2 separate regions of the Ovis aries genome follow, and region 1 is linked to region 2. A link is a contact called in public Hi-C data. All regions are on one chromosome and are shown on one strand. Each heading gives the region's core, a stretch centred on a gene start, on an enhancer-like site or on the middle of the called end of the contact. The rest is flanking DNA. Distances are from core to core; before and after follow the strand shown. Region 1 holds the start of BCL9 (BCL9 transcription coactivator). Region 2 overlaps LOC121817731 (a long non-coding RNA gene).

Evidence for each region. Hi-C and Micro-C count contacts between places; a contact is called where the count stands out from the background.
Region 1: a contact with region 2 is called in a Hi-C map of skin fibroblasts, with 4 times the contacts expected there. The contact joins the promoter of BCL9 here to the enhancer-like site in region 2. A contact is called at or near these places in 2 of 16 Hi-C or Micro-C datasets (skin fibroblasts and tail adipose tissue).

Annotation. Positions count from the first base shown.
Region 1 is chr1:98,590,890-98,596,452 of ARS-UI_Ramb_v3.0, reverse strand. BCL9 (BCL9 transcription coactivator) reads right to left here and starts at 1,594. Exons shown (of 10, transcript XM_060413646.1): 1 at 1,405-1,594. LOC132659521 reads right to left here and starts at 1,594. Exons shown (of 4, transcript XM_060413653.1): 1 at 1,405-1,594.
Region 2 is chr1:98,553,288-98,558,204 of ARS-UI_Ramb_v3.0, reverse strand. All of the region lies in intron 3 of LOC121817731 (a long non-coding RNA gene), which reads left to right. Among named protein-coding and RNA genes, the nearest start is that of BCL9, 39 kb to the left of the region's middle. Within about 2 kb of position 2,499, at least 11 of the 54 cell types and tissues checked have an H3K27ac peak or open chromatin away from gene starts, as enhancers often do.

The DNA.
Region 1 (5,563 bases), core at 345-2,844, 39 kb before region 2:
TGTCACTTTAAAAAGCAAAGGTTTTATCCACAAAACCACCAGTGAGTAAACAACCTTCATATTCTTACCCTCACACACACACAGTAAGATATTTACTTTCTGATAAACAGCATTTGTAAATAAATCTCATTTAATCTCTAGAAGCCACAATAAAAATCTGTAACCTCCAAGGCAGAGTTTACAGATGTGTCTGCATGCCCTGCCAGAGCCAGAAAACACAAGGTTTTGAAAAAACTCCTATAAAGGGAGACACATTTTCTCTCTCGAGCATCTTACACTGACCTTCTTCTTCTTCTTTTTTAAAATATGTACCAGGGAGGAGAAAAGGGGAAAACCCAACCCCTCCTACCCCATTCTCTGTACAAATCGGCCAATAAATCTAAGGAAAAGACACAAGAGAAAAGGACAGAAGCCAACAGGTGGAAAAAGGCTTTTTGTTTCCTTAGAAATGCTCAGACACTTGATCTGTGTTCCCGGTCTATTTGTCTCAGGGTGTCTTAATGACGGTTTTATTATCATGATGATGACGATCAAGAACAATGATAACACTTCTACTTTGTGATGCCACAGCATTGCTAGCTCGAAGATTTCTCAACGCGTTTGAGACAGAAGGGTATCTATTCCGTTTTTACCGGATCCCAGAGAGGCGGGCAGCATCCCCAGGCGGCTCTCTGGATTTTACAGCTGGGGAAACTGAGGCACGGGGCCGCCCACAACTCCTTCACGGTCTCTACACCAGAGAGATCCCTGAGACGGGAAAAGTTTCTGGATCGTCTTGCGACAGAGTTCTCTCAGCCTCCCTCCTTGCCTGCCATGCCTCTCTTCCTCCCGGAGAGTATGGGCTCGGGTGGTAAGGATGGGGGTACCTCCCCTTCACTACGAGGCACGCCAGGGCAGGGTGTGGGAAGTCCACACACACGCACACGCACACAGGCACACTCGCACACACACAAAGCTCCGTGTAATCTCTGCAGGCACTCGGCGGAGCCCCCGCTGGCCCCTGCTCAGCCTGAGAATGCACAGCGCAAGCTTGCAAGGAGGCCCTCCTTGGGCTCCTGGTTGGGGCTGCTCTGAACGAGGGCTCTGCCCTTCTCTGCCTCTCTTTCAGGCTGCTCTCTCTCTCTTTCCCCGCTTCACGCCCTCCAATCTCACACCCTCCTCCCATTCCTCTCCATCCACCCCTTCTCCCCCAACAACCCAGAGGCGCAGATCGTGTTACTGGGGTTCCCTAGAAAGAGGGGGCCATCCCCAGCCCGGAGCGCCTGCAAAGACTTCCAGGGGCAAGGCTAGAGCTCCAATCGCAGGCTCCCAGCGCTCCTCCTGAGCAGCGCAGGAATGAGACCCCCACTTCCAGGCACGGGCGAACCAGCCTGCCACAGAAGAAGGAATTGTTAGGGCTCTTACCTTTTTTATGAGGAGAAATTCTGGAGAATCATTTCAGAAACTGAGGGGGGAAAGTGAATGAAGACAAAAAAGACCCTTTTCCTGCAATCCCTGGCCTCCTGGTATCAAGACACTAGGACAACATCAAAGCAACTTAGGGGGAACACTTTAGGGGCCTATTGTCTGCTCTGGTCTGATCTGTTTTTCTTCTGACTCCCCCTCTTGCTGCGGTGACACTTGGTACGGCCCAGGCATTCATGCCAAGTAGCTTTCACACATGGAAGCTTGTCTCAAGCAATTGCTGACAAGCCACAAACAAGACATTCTCCCTCCCTTCTCAGTGCCCCCCCCACTCCTTCCCCCTCCACCTTTTCCTCCCCCCTCCTTGCCTCCCCTCCTCCTTTCTTCTGAATGCAAACTAAAACTCTCCAGTGACAGGCAGGCTCGCAGGCTTGGCCTAGCTGCGCAGGCAAACACACACACACACACACACACACACACACACACACACACGCGTGCGCGCGCGTTCTCTCTCTCACGCAAGCAGCTCAGCTAGTTGCTGCTGCACTGGTGGAGTTAAGAGACAGGAAAAAGCCTAGGCTGAGTTGGGGGCAGGGAGAGAAAGAGAGGGAGACGGAGAGCCGCCTCCTGTGTCCTGGTAAAATGGCAGAAGAGAGGTGAGCCCCCTGCAAAAACAGCAGTGGCCACACACGTGTGCACACAGACACACACTGGGAGGCAGTCTGAGCTCCAGAAACAGTGAAATCAATGACTCCACAAAGGAAAAAGCCCCGGCCGGTCAGCTGCAGCTTGGGGGAGTGGGGAGATAAGAGTGGGTGGACCCAGGGCTGGGGTTTCTGTTGAAATGTTTAGATGGTTTTCTTCTTCATAGTAGGAAAAAAAAAAGAGTGTTCCCTATGGAGCTAGTCTTTCTTCACTGCATAATGGAGCCTAAACCTGAACCACTAGTTAAAATAAAACCAGGAAATGTGTAAATGTGCGAGTAAACTTAACTGTGGGTTCAACTTGTACCTAAGATATTTTTAAGTGGATTTTTTTTTTTTTTTTTGCAGAAACCCTAGAGAGCGGTAGCAAGGAGAATAGTAACAAGTAGTGTAAACTCTGAGAGCTGTGAAGTGTGATGCGAAAGTTACTGATTGCCAGGCTGCTGGAATTTATGGAGGGTGGGCATTGCGAGTTGGAGGGGGGAAGGGTGAGTCTCTGTGAGCTGTTTTCGAGGAATGAAAGGGGAATGAGGTAGAATAATGAATATGGCAAGAAGCAAGCAGGAATTTGATTGGTGTGGAGGGAGGAGGAAGGTGGGGGTGTAAAGGAGGGAAGAGAAAGAGAGGAGGGAGAAAAAAAACACTGCATGAGAAAGGAAGAAGAAAAATGGAAGCCCAGAGATTGAAACATGCCGAGTAAATGAGATGGCAAAAGAAGGCATAAAATGTGAGCAAAAAGAAGCACAAAGGATGTGCAAATTTGCAGATGGCATGAAATCAGGAGAGCCAATTGAGATCAAGAAGAAGGACAGGATGATTATGTGACATTCGTATTTTTAGCCTCTTGTGGAGTTATAAACCTGATAAGGTCTCCTTTGCCAGGGCTGGGATGGTCACCCTTCTACAGGCAGGACCTGAATGGGAGCTTAGCTCCTAACTGGAGCTACCAGATTGTGGTTTTGCAGGAAGGTCGCTTGTACTCGAGTCCACATGCAAATTATGTGAACACACATCACTTATTCCTTTGCTGGGGTGCAATAAGAACTAAATTATGACTTTTTACATTTACGACTAGCTAAAGCCTTCCCTGATGGCCCAGAGGTAAAGAATCCGCCTGCCAATGCAGGAAACATGGGTTCGCCCTCTGATCCTTGGAGCATATAAGCCTGTGTGCCACAACTATTGAGCTCTGTGCTAGAGCTGGGGAGCCGCAACTACAGAGCCCATATGCAGCAACTACTGAAGCCTGCATGCCTTAGAGCCGGTGCTCCACAACAAGAGAAGCCACCGCAATGAAAAGCCAGCACGCCACATCTAGAGACGAGCTCTTGCTCACCACAAGTAGAGAAAAGCCCACACAGCAAAAGAAGTCCCAGCACAGCCAATAAATAAATAAATGTGTTTTTCAGTTCAGTTCAGTTCAGGTCAGTCGCTCAGTCGTGTCTTAAAACTAGCTAAATGGCTTGTCACTACGTAAAACTTACCACATCCGACACATCCTTGTTCCTACTACCTTTTCCCTTTCTCCGTTACGGCAGATCCTATTAACTGTCTGTTCCGATCCACATTTATGATGATAATGAAAATAATTCCTTTGGATTAAGTATTTACTTGATTTCCAGCATTTTCCAAGCATTTATACCATGAAGTCACTTCTTTTAAGACCATCTCTATTTACAGATGATAAAAAATGAAGCACAGGGAGGCTAAATAACTTGCCGGAGGTCACACAGCAAGGTAGAGATGGAGCTGAAATCAGATTCAGGTCTGTGTATCCTCTGATCTGGGTAGCACATGTTCCCCATGGCATCCCAAGTCCACTCAGCCATAGAAGTGCCCTGTTTCTTTCTGCACCCCAGAGCTAGGTTTGGATCCTCTCACTTTGAGCCAGGGGACCTTCTGACCTCTCCTTAACAAACTACTGACTCACCGTCCACTTCTCCGTGGTGGTGACTCACTATATTCAATGAGGCCTTCTAGGCAAGAATTGCATAAAGGGTCAGCTTGACCTTTAATGACTGTATGATTTACTGATTGCCAGGCAACAGAGAAAGGCAGCTAAGACCAGAAAGGCTTCCCCTCCTTAAAAAATGTACAAAGCAAACTAAAAACACCCACAAGTTGTTGATGGTAATATTGACGGTGACGGTTGGTAACATGTAATGAGCAGGTACATATCTTAAACAACCCCATAAGGTATACACTGTTATTGTTCCTGTTTTCCAGATGAAGAAGCTGAGGCACAAAGGTTCAGTAACAGGCTGAGTTCCCTCAGTCAGGAAGTGCTAGCTGAGCTATGGCCCCAGGCAGCCTGCCTCCCCAGAGACCATGCTCTCCCCAACTCTGCTGAAGAAGTGAAAAGAGTAGTTTCAATTATGAGAGTGAAAAATCTAACTGCTCAGTGAGAGAAAGGGGAGAGAGGCAGTAATAATCCTCATATACTCAATGATCTCCATGAGTAGCTAATGAAGCAAAAAGCATGTACCAGGGCCCCCAGATGGCCCCAGTTTTCAAATGCCTCTACAGCCCTGCTTGGTAGAGGACAGAGACTCTCCAGCCTCCGGGTCAGAACACTGGCAGGAAGAGCAGGTCAGATTATCTCCCCTCTGGCAGTGATGACTTCCACCTACCAAGTCCAAAGAAAGAAAAGACAGTCCAAGTGGATAAGTGAACAGGGTCAATGAGTGATCCTGAGTTTATTTTTTGAGACTTCTGAATGCTAAGCATGGATTGTAGAAGAAAATACCCTAGACTCTTGGGCAGAAGACCTAGTGCCAATTCTACCACTCACCAGGCCCTTGCATCCTCAATTATACAATGAACTAACGACATTAGCTTTGCAACCCTCTCCAGTGCTGAAATGCCATCATTCTAATAACTGTCCATTTGATGAGGAAAAGATTAGCAGCCAAGGTAGCTGATACGATGTGTGTTTGGATGCGTGTGTATATATGTGTACTGGAGAGGTCAGTGGCATGAAAGGAATGGGGAAGAAAGACCCTTGTTGGCTTGGTCTCCCCATATTATGGCACATCACTTCCAAACTACCGTCTACATAGCAGCTATTTTCACTTTATTTTGTCTCACTGCAAGATGAATGTACATGCACAACTAATAATATTTTTTAAAAATTGAAGTGTTGATTTACAGTGTTGTGCAGCAAGGTGACTCCGTTTTACACATGTATACATTCTTTTTTAAACATATTTTTTTCAATTACAGTTTATCCCAGGAGATTATAGTTCCCTGTGCTATACAGTAGTTCCTTGTTGTTTATCCATTCTAAATTTAATAGTTTGCATCTACCAACCCCAAATTCCCAGTCCATCCATCTCCCTCCCTTCCTCTCCCTTGACAACCACAAGTCTGATCTCTATGTCTGTGAGTCTAAAACTAAATCTTTTAAAAAAGCCAACCTCTAGCAGGGATAAGGGAAATCAGCTTCTTATACTTCA
Region 2 (4,917 bases), core at 1,250-3,749:
ATATGCAGATGACACCACCCTTATGGCAGAAAGTGAAGAAGAACTAAAGAGCCTCTTGATGAAAGTGAAAGAGGAGAGTGAAAAGTTGGCTTAAAGCTCAACATTCAGAAAACAAAGATCATGACATCCAGTCCCATCAGTTCATGGCAAATAGATGGAGAAACAGTGGAAACAGTGTCAGACTTTATTTTGGGGGGCTCCAAAATCACTGCATAGTTACTGCAACCATGAGATTAAAAGACGCTTACTCCTTGGAAGAAAAGTTATGACTAACCTAGACAGCAAATTAAAAAGCAGAGACATTACTTTGCCAACAAAGGTCCGTCTAGTCAAGGCTATGGTTTTTCCAGTGGTCATGTATGGATGTCAGAGTTGGACTATAAAGAAAGCTGAGCGCTGAAGAATTGATGCTTTTGAACTGTGGTGTTGGAGAAGACTCTTGAGAGTCCCTTGGACTACAAGGAGATCCAACCAGTCCATCCTAAAGGAGATGAGTCCTGGGTGTTCATTGGAGGGACTGATGTTGAAGCTGAAACTCCAATACTTTGGCCACCTGATGCAGAGAGCTGACTCATTTGAAAAGACCCTGATGATGGGAAAGATTGAGGGCAGGAGGAGAAGGGGACAACAGAGGATGAGATGGTTGGATGGCATCACTGACTCAATGGACATGGGTTTGGGTGGACTCCAGGAATTGGTGATGGACAGAGAGGCCTGGCGTGCTGCGATTCATGGGGTTGCAAAGAGTCGGACACGACTGAGTGACTGAACTGAACTGAAGACATTGATGACCTTTGCAATATGTTTCCGTGGCATGGTATGGGAGGGGAAAGTCCTTGAGAACAACGATTGGGTGGAAAATGATGCTCAGAAGGGTCTGGTGGCTTAACCAAGGTGATGCAGCCAGCAATCTCTGTCATCATGTAGTGATCAAAGCTTATATCATAAGACTCCAAATTTGGCTTTCTTTCCACTTGTATTACTCAAAGAAGGTGGTTTAGTAGGTAAACATGACTCCGTGGCTTATGCTGAGTTAACTGAGGAAGGGAAGGAATGAAAAAACAAGAAAGGATGGGAGAGAGAGTGATGGGAACTATCCAGCAAGGGACAGAATGAGTCAAGAAGGGGATATAAAATCAACAAATACCTATTGGATGCCTAAGAGTTGGATGGGCTTCCCTGGTGGCTCAGTGGTAAAGAATCTGCCAATGCAGGAGACATGGATTCAGTCCCTGGGTGGGGAAAATCCTCTGGAAAGGGAAATGACAACCCACTTTAGTGGGTTGCCTGGGAAATCCCGTGGACAGAGAAGCCTGGCGGGCTATAGCCCATGGGATCACGAAGAGTCGGACACGACTTAGTGACTGAACAACACCACATCATGTGTTAAGCAGGTGGGAACTGTTGATGAAACAGACATAAGACATGGTTCCTCCTTCCAGGAACAAGATAAAAATACGTAAAAGATGTAAGGGCTAAACCAGTTGTTAAAGGCAATGGTAGAAGAGCCGTCACAAAGCAATATGTGATTTACTGTCTAGTGTACTATGGTATTTCATGAATGGATGGACTTCTTCAGACCTTTCCAAGGAAGGGTCACCCAGCAGAGGTAGAGGTCCAAACTGCCAGTTTCACGTAGTTGAACTGGCCCCCTGTCCATCATCAGGGGACACGTACTGAGGTTTCCTGAAATTGTGTGATAAGAATGGGGCTGCAGAATGGCAGGGTTCAGAACTGCTGGTCCATGATTAGGCTGTAGGCTGAGAGTGCTGTTCTCCACCTGGCTGAGGGGAGTATGGCAGAGGAATAGCAGAGGGAAACTAAGAGACAAAAAGACACAAAAACAGACACAGAGATATTATATCTGGAAAAAAGGAATGAAGAACACCTAGCACATAGTGGGGAGTCACTGGGTAAATGAACAGAAAATCCAGGGAGACACAGTCCACAGCATACAGGAAAGGCTGAGCCACATATTGGGAAAACTTCAGACTCGAACTTACCTCTTTTTATCTGTATACATTTAGACAAGGTTATTTAACTTTTCAGGGCTTCCTTTTCTGTGCCAGAAAGCCAGGGTTAGCAACACCTTCTTTGACAGCCTGTTGTGAGGCCTGAATGAGATAATACATACATAATATCCAGCACATGGTCTGATCCAAAGTCAATGCTCAATAAATATCATTTGCCAACAACAGTTCAAGGTGATTACAGACGGTCACCTTTTGCTGAAAAAGTGCAAATGTGTCATAACTATTAGAACAGGAAGCTTTGTAAGACCCTGGAAAAGTGGATAACAAATGTTATCATCCCTGCTTTATGCATGGAGAACCTTGGCTCTGAGTATCAGAATTCTACCAGAGAAATAAGCCATTTAGTGGGAGGATGGGAAGAGGAGGAAGCGAAGCCCTCCACAAAGATTCTTGAAGGCTGCCTTCCTTCCCTCCAACCTTCCAGCCAGCTTTCCAGCTTGCCAGCAGGTGGTGGGGTCAGGTTACACTCCTCTAACCCAGCCCTACCACTAGCCTTCACCGGGAGTTTGCAAGGATGCAGTGTAACCCTGGGCATTTATTTCTGAAAAAAATCAGGCAGCATTAAGAGAAAAAGCTCTGATCAGACCCAGCATTGGCTCTTTCTAAGAGCAGTTTGCGAATCAGATTCTCTTTGGCAAGCTTTCCCCACCTCCTTCACAACAGCTTGATAATAGTCCGCCCTGGTGGAATTTTCTCCCTCGGGACATTCCTGCAACTGAGTTTCAAAACACGAGCCAGCAGAGCCCAGAAACTGAGACAGCCTTCCGGTCTCATTAGCGTGCTGTTTCCCTGTTGTTCTGCTTTGCTATTGCGGTTTCTATGTGTGAATGTGATCACTTGTTAGAGTGGTCTATTTATATGGTTCTTTTCTTTTGTTTATTCCCATTACTCAGCACTCTAGAAATCAAGAGAAGTCAGTGCATCATGCTTATGATTCCTGGGGCCCTGGTTGCTAGGTGCGTGTGTGAAGACCTGGAGCTTGAGGGGGCGCTCAGTGTCTGAACCAGCGTGAAGCTGTCTCCTCCAACCTGTCCTCAGGCGCACGCACCAGGGACACTCGTTATGGCTGACTTGAGCATGTGCATCAGAAAGAGGCTCCTGGAGAATGCCAGAGTGTTGGGGTTGAATGGGAACCGCATGCACACGTGCACGATTGTGGTGCTTCAGAAAGGCCTGGCAGGGAGGAGAGGCCTAGAATATTAATGAAGTGTGGGACCTTCAAGGGGGTGTAGCAAACAGTAGGTGCTCAGCTACTTAGTGGTTGAAGGTGAAAAAATAGAACCAAACGACCAGGAGAATGGGCTTCCCTGGTGGCTCAGAGGTATAGAATCTGCCTCCAATGCAGGAGCAATGGGTTCTATCCCTGAGTCAGGAAGAGCCCCTGGAGAAGGGAATGGCAACCCACTCCACTCTTCTTGTCTGGAGAATTCCATGGGCAGAGGAGCCTCGACACCAGTTCATGGTATCGCAAAGGGTTGGACATGACTGAGTGACTAACACACACACATTCTACGAGAATGGGTCATATGCTAGGTTCTTAGGCCTGAGACTTGGAATGTATTTTCTTCTAGTCACCCCTGGGCCTTGGTTGAGCCCCGACTTCAGCAGGATAAGAAGTAGCTATCTTTTTATAATTTAAAGCTCTGAAAAGTAGGAAACAGGAATCACTCCTTCTCCCTTAGAACTCAATACATCATCCCTCATCCCTCATCAGGAAATTCTTCCCTCCTATATGAAGCAAGCTCATTTTCTCCGGATCCATCCTCAGAAGAGCTGGAGAGGTACATTTGCTGGCCCATTTCAAGGACCCTCCTAATGACTCATGTTGTGACCTTTTTTCCTCCATGATAGCTTGTCTCAGTTCCTTTGGTGTTTGTCAAGGATCTTACTAACTGGCTATTTACATCATCCTCTTGTCCCTTCCACAACTTCTGTCGAGAAATAATCAGGCTGTATATAATGAAAAGGCTGGAATGCTACTTGTCTTGTTTTATTCACACCAGTTTAGGATTAATAACAATGGCTAAATTCATACAGCACTGGGTTCATGTGTGCCAGGGTTCATGTGTTTGTATTATCTCACTTAATCTTTCAGCAGCTCTATAAGGAAGGTACTAATATTATCCACAAATAATAGCCAAGGAAAACCAGGCACAGAGAGGTTGGGGTACTTGCCCACAGTCACACTTGAGAGTGGCAGAGCCTGCCACTGTTTGAACTTGAAGTAGTCTAATGTTAGATTTGGCACCCCTGATAAACCTACCATGAGGTCTGTGTATGGGTGTCTGTTGTCACAGTTCCTCCCCATCACTCCCACTGGCCATTTGTGAACTTGCTTTTGCTTTCTTTTCTGGTCAATATTTTTCCATCTCTGAATGAGCTTTTTATTTTTCCTCTACCACTCATTTCCTTCATATACTTTGTACACAAATGTTTCTTGTTTATCTCCCGAGTGCGGGTTCTTTGGTATTAACGGTTGGAGTTCCAGCGGCATCTCCCAAAAGCTCTGGTGGCCTTAGTCTACTTTCCTCCTTTTCTCATCTCTTGCTTTTCCTTTACAACATATGAAACAAAGTAAAGAAGGATTTTCAGGGTGTGACATTGAAAGGCCCTCAGAAAGTATCTACCGACTCGTTCACTTACCCACAAAGACCCAAGTTTTACTCTAATTAAAACTTTCATTTCTCTCTACTCCTTGCTTTAATCTTAGTATCAGGTACATCATAGACAAGTGTTACTTGGCCATCTGTATCATTCTATGACTCAATTTTTTAGTCTGTAAAATGGAAATAGTATTACTACTCATCTCTTCCAGTTCTAGTGAGAACTAAAGGAGTTACTACATGTAAAGAGCTTAGACTGGTACCTGAATTAATAAATGTTG